Regions from separate parts of the Callithrix jacchus genome. Here region 2 is linked to region 1. A link is a contact called in public Hi-C data. All regions are on one chromosome and are shown on one strand. Each heading gives the region's core, a stretch centred on a gene start, on an enhancer-like site or on the middle of the called end of the contact. The rest is flanking DNA. Distances are from core to core; before and after follow the strand shown. Region 1 has its middle 55 kb from the start of ALDH1L1. Region 2 holds the start of LOC128929766.

Region 1 (2,934 bases), core at 25-2,524:
GCCCAAGTTGCCATAGTGTTCACAGAGGAAAAAAAAAAGAAAAAATAATCAAAATAAGGAAATAGCAAGTGCCAAAAATGGAGGAAAATATTATATAATTAAAACAAAGCAAGGAAATATTTATCCATTGAGAAAAACAATTCCTATATTATTTGCTTTTAGCAGCAAAACATTAGAATTCTGAGATTGTTACACACTAAGAAGATTTTTATTCTTGTGTACACACTGTAAAATAAAACTCTGAATACGGAAAAGAAAAGTTTACTTGGCCAGGCACAGTGGCTCACACCTGTAATCCCAGCATTTTGGGAGGCCAAGGCTGGCAGATCATGAGGTTAAGAGATCCAGACCATTTTGGCCAACATGGTGAAACCTCATCTCTACTAAAAACACAAAATGAGCTGGGCGTGGTGGCACAAGCCTGTAGTCCCAGCTACTCAGGAGGCCGAGGCAGGAGAATCTCATGAACCTGGGAGATGAAGGTTGCAGCGAGCCTAGATCACACCACTGCACTCCAGCCTGAGTAACAGAGCAGGACTCCGTCTCAAAAAAAAAAAAAAAAAGTTTACTTATTTTGCCAAGGTTAAGGACACGCCTGTGACACAGCCTCAGATGATCAGAGCACAGTTTGGTTTTACACATTTTAGGGAGACATGAAATATCAATCAATATATGTAAGAAGTGCATGTAAGAGGTCTGGAAAAGCAGAACAACTTGAAGCAAAGGCAGGAAGACCTGAGGTGGGGAGGGCGCTTTCAGGTCACAGATAGGTGACACACACACGATTACCTTCTTCTGAGTTGCTGATTAGCCTTTCCAAAGGAGGCAGTCAGATATTCACCTTTCTCAAAGAGCAGAAGGGTGACTGAACAGAACGGGAGGCAGAATTGCCCTAAGAAGTTCTCAGCCTGACTTTTCCCTTTAGCTTAGTGATTTGGGGGTCCCAAGATTTATTTTCCTTTCACAAATATTATTAACATAAAATAATAAGAGAATACAGATTTTCATTTCATTTTGGAAGAATTGGAGAATCTGACCTTCGGCCTGCCTTCTCACCACGCAGCAATGCCTGGCACGGTGCCCAGCTGCCCCCTTCTGCCCAGCCGGTGCACTGCACCTCACTGCTGCTACCCGCCTTTCTGGGCGGGGCTTGTCTTTCTGGGGCCTCATAGAGCTTCTGTGTTAGGCTCTAGGAGTGTTTGTAACAGGGAGCCTCCAGTGGAGGTGGCTTGTGTCCCACACTGTCCGGAGTCCAGGAAGGGACAGCCCGGGAGCATGGCTGGGTGGGACTGTCAGCAACCCGAGTGGATTAACTCCTGGACTCAGAACTCGGGGAGTTCCGGTGTTTTAGGCGGAGGGAGGCAGAGTAGGAAGTGTCTGGAGAGAAAGGTCAGCTGAAATCAAGACATGCACACACCTCGGATCCTTCAGAAATGGATGCAGCTTGAAACGTCTCACATTCCAAATTCTGGCAGCCAAGTGAGCGGTTTCCTACTTCTGTTCATAACGCGGGCCTGAAGAGACCCTGTGTGGCTGCCAGACAGACTTCAGGCGAAACAGGGCAGAATCCCTAATCCACTTCACTGTTCTCTGACACGGTCCTTGATGACTCCTCTGGCACTGCTCACTTGCATCTTAGGGTCGTCCTTTTCTTTCCTAATCTGATGTCTGGTTGTGGGGTTCAGTTGGCAAAATAAGGTGAGAGAGCCAAGTGATGCCACCGGGACACATTGGGGCCATTCTCAAGCTTCAGTCCTGGGGATGTGCTCACACTGGGGGTTCACCACAGAGTGCACACACACTGGGGTGCACATGCACCCGCTGCCCCAGTGAGTGACCCCAGACACTTCCTACGGCCCCTGAGGCATGTTGGTCTCATTCAGATGGGTTTAGGGAAGCTCCGTTTCTTGTCACCAGTGTTGGAACTTCATTTCTCTGTTTGCCACTCCTTGTTCTTTTCATAATAAGAACAAAGCGTAGGCAGACCTTGGAATCACTGAACGGCTGTTGGGCCAGTGACTGCTGTTGAGACGAGGCTGCTGGATGAGCCCCTGGCAGCACTATCCACAGTGGCCTGCTCTGCCCATTCAATTGCTGAGGGGTAGCTATGTCAGTCAGGCACCAGGAAAAGTAGGCTATAGGTGTCGGGGTCAAAGGTACCAAGACGCGGAAGCAAAGACAAGCTGAAGCTGCTGTCTCCCAGAGAGTGGGTGTCCTGGGAACATGCTTGAGAGGAGACAGGGCATCCTTGCATGGTGGCAGAACATTGTCCCAGGCCTTGTGGAACCCAGACAAGTGTAAACCAACATCCTGCCCCTTCCCCAGCTGCCTCCCCTCCTCTCTTCTGCTCCTCAAATCTACCCCTGAATGGCAAGCTCCAGTCTACAAAGCCCATCTCCAAACACAATCTCCTTGTGGGAATGTGGTGTCATCACCTCCATTGTAGGGATGAAGTCATCCAGGACCAGAAGATGCACCTGGTTGGCCAAGGTCAAACAATGGATTGACAGAAGGGGCTGGAGTCGACCGGAACAAGATGCCCCAGGCAAGAGTCATGCCTCCATGGTCATTGCTGGGCTGGCCTTCTTTCATTTCTTCTCCTTGGAGGCAGCGCAGGTGGGGAGCCACCCCAGGGCCCTGGCACCCACTTCTCCTCTGCCCAGCACTGGGGCCAGGAAGATGCATTTGAAAGTGAGAGGTCCCTCCGTGCCATGAATATCTTAGGGCCTCTAGCCTCATCCTTTCCAAGCCTCTCCATGGGTAGAGACCCAACCTGGGATTTTGCTTTCCAAGAAGGTCTGCCTCTTTATCCCAGTACCTGGGTTCTGGATCCTCAAACCCTGAGGTGAAGGAGCTACCTGTGAGGTGTGGCATGTGCCGACATCTTCAGTACTCTGTGGGTCTCTTTCCCTCCCCTAATTTCATGAGGTAGCC
Region 2 (3,293 bases), core at 397-2,896, 82 kb before region 1:
CTCGCGGCCGGGGCCGAGCCTCCTGCGAGCCTTCGCGGCGCCCACGGCGTCACGTGAGCGGCGGGGAGTGAGCGCCCAGCGAGCTGCGGGCGGGCTAGTGCTCCGCCGCAGCGACCCGCGGGCCGGCGGGCTAGCGAGCCAGCGCAGGACCCGCGGCTCGGCCCCCGGCCGCCTCCGGACCGAGAGCCGAGCCGCCGCCCCCAGCCCAGCCCGCCCGGCCGCAGGACCGCCGGGGCCTGGCCGCCGGTCGGGCGTGTGCCAAGTTCAGGTGGGAGAGGCTCGGCGGGGCCGGCCGGCCGAGTGGACGCGGCCCCGGGTGATCAGGGGACTGGCGGGCCTCGGGGCGCGTGGCCGTGCGCCCGCGCAGCTCTCGGAAGCACGGCGCGAGTGCCAGAGGAATATCGGAGGAGCGGGGTGGTCTCCCGCGGAGGGGGGTAGGGGTCGGGCAAGCCCGGGGGAGGTGACCCCCCCCACCCCTGTTGCCCACCAGCACTTTGCTGAGGCCCGCGCCGCCGCCTCGGTGCCTGGCCGGGCGGTTCCGTGGCGCGCCTTGCGGGCCTGCCCTCCCATACGGTGGGCACCAGCGGGGCCTTATGAGAGGAGGGGGCGAGCGGACGCGCCGGCCGGTCCAGGGTTGGGGGCGGAGGGGCTGGAGAGGGAGGGGTTACTGTCGGTCACCGCAGCAGTGGTGGGGGCAAAGGGGGGCGCGGGACGAGGGCATGGTGCCCAGCGGGCAGCGGCCCAGAGCTCCAGGAGGGGTCTGAGCCGGCTGTTCATTTCCCACGCACGTTTGTCTACACGCGCGGACACCCACGGAGGCTCCACGCACGAGCACTTCGCGGACAGCCTCCCGCACAGCCAGAGCGGCCGCCGCGCACCACGCCCCGCACACGCAGTCACACGACAGGAACTCACACCCCTTCACGCACACCCGCCACTGTTCACGCGTCTCACTCTACGCTGAGTCTCCGTCCCCTCAGATCGAACATTACCAAAGCCATGGCTTGGTCGAGGGATGGCCGCGGCGGGGCAGAGAGGCTGTCCCCATTCCATATGGTGGTTCGGTTCACTCTTCCCTCCCCGCCGTGGTGTTACTCATGGAACCCCCCTCCCCCCGCCCCGTCTTACGGAGGGTACAGAGGGGCTGTTTTCTCCCACGGCCCTAGGAGGTGACAAAATCTCCAAATGTCTGGGTACCTCAAATCTCCCTTCCCCTGTCCACCAGGACCAGGTGGCCCCTGGGGAGACCCTGCCGTCCTACAGGTGTGAGAACGCCCGGACTCTGCGACTTTGGGGCCTGCGGGTGGCGCAGGGACCCGGGACTCTTATTTTGAAGGGCGGCCCCCACCACCACCCCCGTGATTTGCACGCTGACCCAATGGCAAGCCCTTGGCCGGCGCTGGGCTTGTTATCAATTACATGTTGTTCCTGCAGCCGCTGTGTCCCCGGGAGGATAAACAGCAGGCCTGGCCGGGCCAGGGGAGGGGGCGGAGTCCGGCGGCCAGCCGGGGACTGTGCCCGGAACAGCGTGTCCCCTCCCCCTGCATGCAGTCTGCGCCTCTGGCCGCCCCACGTGCTGCTGTGTTTTAGGGGTTGAGCCGGCTCCAGCCCTAGGGTGTCCTCGCTGATGTCGGTGCCCTGAGCCATCCCAGAGCACTTTCTAGGTTCCCAGTGCCTGGGTGCGTCCCCCTTGAGATGCTCATCTCAGCATTAAGACCCCGTTGCCTGACCTGGGCCACCCAATCCTAGACTCCGCCTCCACCCCCACCCCCTTGGACCTTCCATTCACTCATTCAGCAAATTCTGCTGGGCCCTGTTTTAGACTCTGGGAGACAGCCTTGGAGTGAACAGTCCAGACAGCTGATATTCTGGTGGTAAGGTAGACAGGAAGCAAAGTTCACAAACACATAACCAAGATAATTTTCCACAGTGGGACCTGCAGGGAAGAGTGTAATATAGGGTGATGTAACGGGGAGGCCAGGAGGCTCCCACAGGGGTGAATTCTGAGCCAAGATCTAACTAAGCAGCTTGTACCTGCAGTGCTGGGGGAAGAGCCAGGGCAAGGGCCCCCAGCTGAGGCTGAAGTGAGGTGAGCACACCTGGACTAGGAGAGGGGCAGTTTGTGGTGAGGTCTGTAAAGAGTCAGGAGGGCCAAGTACTGAGGTGCTGCCAGGAGATAGGGCCACCCATCCTTGGGAAGCCATTGGAGGGTGTTTTCTTCTAGCCCTTCTACTGTACTTTTTAGTTCACTTTATCTGCCTATATCTATGTCTTTAAAAGGTAAGGCCTCCTTTAACCACAATACCATCATCACAATTAAAAATATGAACAGGAATTACTTCATATCATGGGATGGCCAGTTAGTGATTGTGTTTTAGGGGAGGGCTCTAAGGCCTGCTCTGGGTCCCAGGAGGGCTGAAGGCCCCGTATTCCTTAACATCACAGTAGAGGGGCGGAGACAGCATACTTGCAGTACCTGCAGGCTGACACCATTGGCTGGCACTGGATGAGTGCTGCCAGTGTGCCAGACCCGGAGGGGGGTGCTTAGCAAGCGTCAGCTCATGGGGTTCTCACAACACCTGGGGAACCAGGCATTGTTAGAAGCACCCCTATCTCACAGACTGAGACAGGCGTGGAAAGGCTGTGCACCTGCCCAAAGTCACCCGGAAGACAGCTGCAGACTCAGGAATGGAGCCCTGCTTAGAGGGTGGGAAAGGATTGGGGGAGGCCCAGGGTGGAGTGTGGGCTCTGCCCAGCCTTGTGCCCTTCACAGTGTCTGGCACCTTCATTCCTTCCCAGCACCTGATTTTGTGAATAGGTGCATTTTAAAACACATTCCAGGTTTAAATCCTTAGCTGAGTTTTTGAACCAAAAAGCCAAATGTCCTCCTAGCAAAACTGGCCTGGGGCACAGACCTTGCCTTAGTTTCCTGGAGTTCCATGAAGCTTCCTGGGTAAGTTGGGAACTAAGATCAAAGGTCCTGGGGTCCCTGAGCAGGAAGAGACTTAGAGATCTTTGAAGCATGGAACAGAACTGAGGTTTGGGAAGTGGAGCAAGGACTTGCCCAAGGTCATAGCTGATTATGGTATTGGCCACTGGGCAGTGCTCGGTGCCAGGCCCTGAAGGGTCTGGGAAACAGAAGGGCTGGGTGTAGAGGTGATGGTGGGCAGCAGAGAACCTCTGACTTTGGTGCAGAGCATTCCCCTTCCCCAACCTTGATAAACACCCAGCCCGCCGTGGTCATTGAGCAGGGGCAAAGGTTCACAGAAGTGGCCTGGTCAGAGCTGGACACT

What was found. Hi-C and Micro-C count contacts between places; a contact is called where the count stands out from the background.
Region 2: a contact with region 1 is called in a Hi-C map of skeletal muscle, with 6 times the contacts expected there. The contact joins the promoter of LOC128929766 here to the enhancer-like site in region 1. A contact is called at or near these places in 2 of 3 Hi-C or Micro-C datasets (induced pluripotent stem cells and skeletal muscle).

The regions. Positions count from the first base shown.
Region 1 is chr15:77,062,232-77,065,165 of calJac240_pri, forward strand. No RefSeq gene overlaps it. Among named protein-coding and RNA genes, the nearest start is that of ALDH1L1, 55 kb to the right of the region's middle. Within about 2 kb of position 1,275, at least 10 of the 16 cell types and tissues checked have an H3K27ac peak or open chromatin away from gene starts, as enhancers often do. A contact at or near this core is called in skeletal muscle, where this site is marked.
Region 2 is chr15:76,979,956-76,983,248 of calJac240_pri, forward strand. It overlaps LOC128929766, which reads right to left and starts at 1,647. Exons shown (of 4, transcript XM_078352409.1): 1 at 1,376-1,647; 2 at 488-590; 3 at 1-278. The coding sequence starts at 1,647. KLF15 (KLF transcription factor 15) reads left to right here and starts at 56. Exons shown (of 3, transcript XM_035273943.3): 1 at 56-268.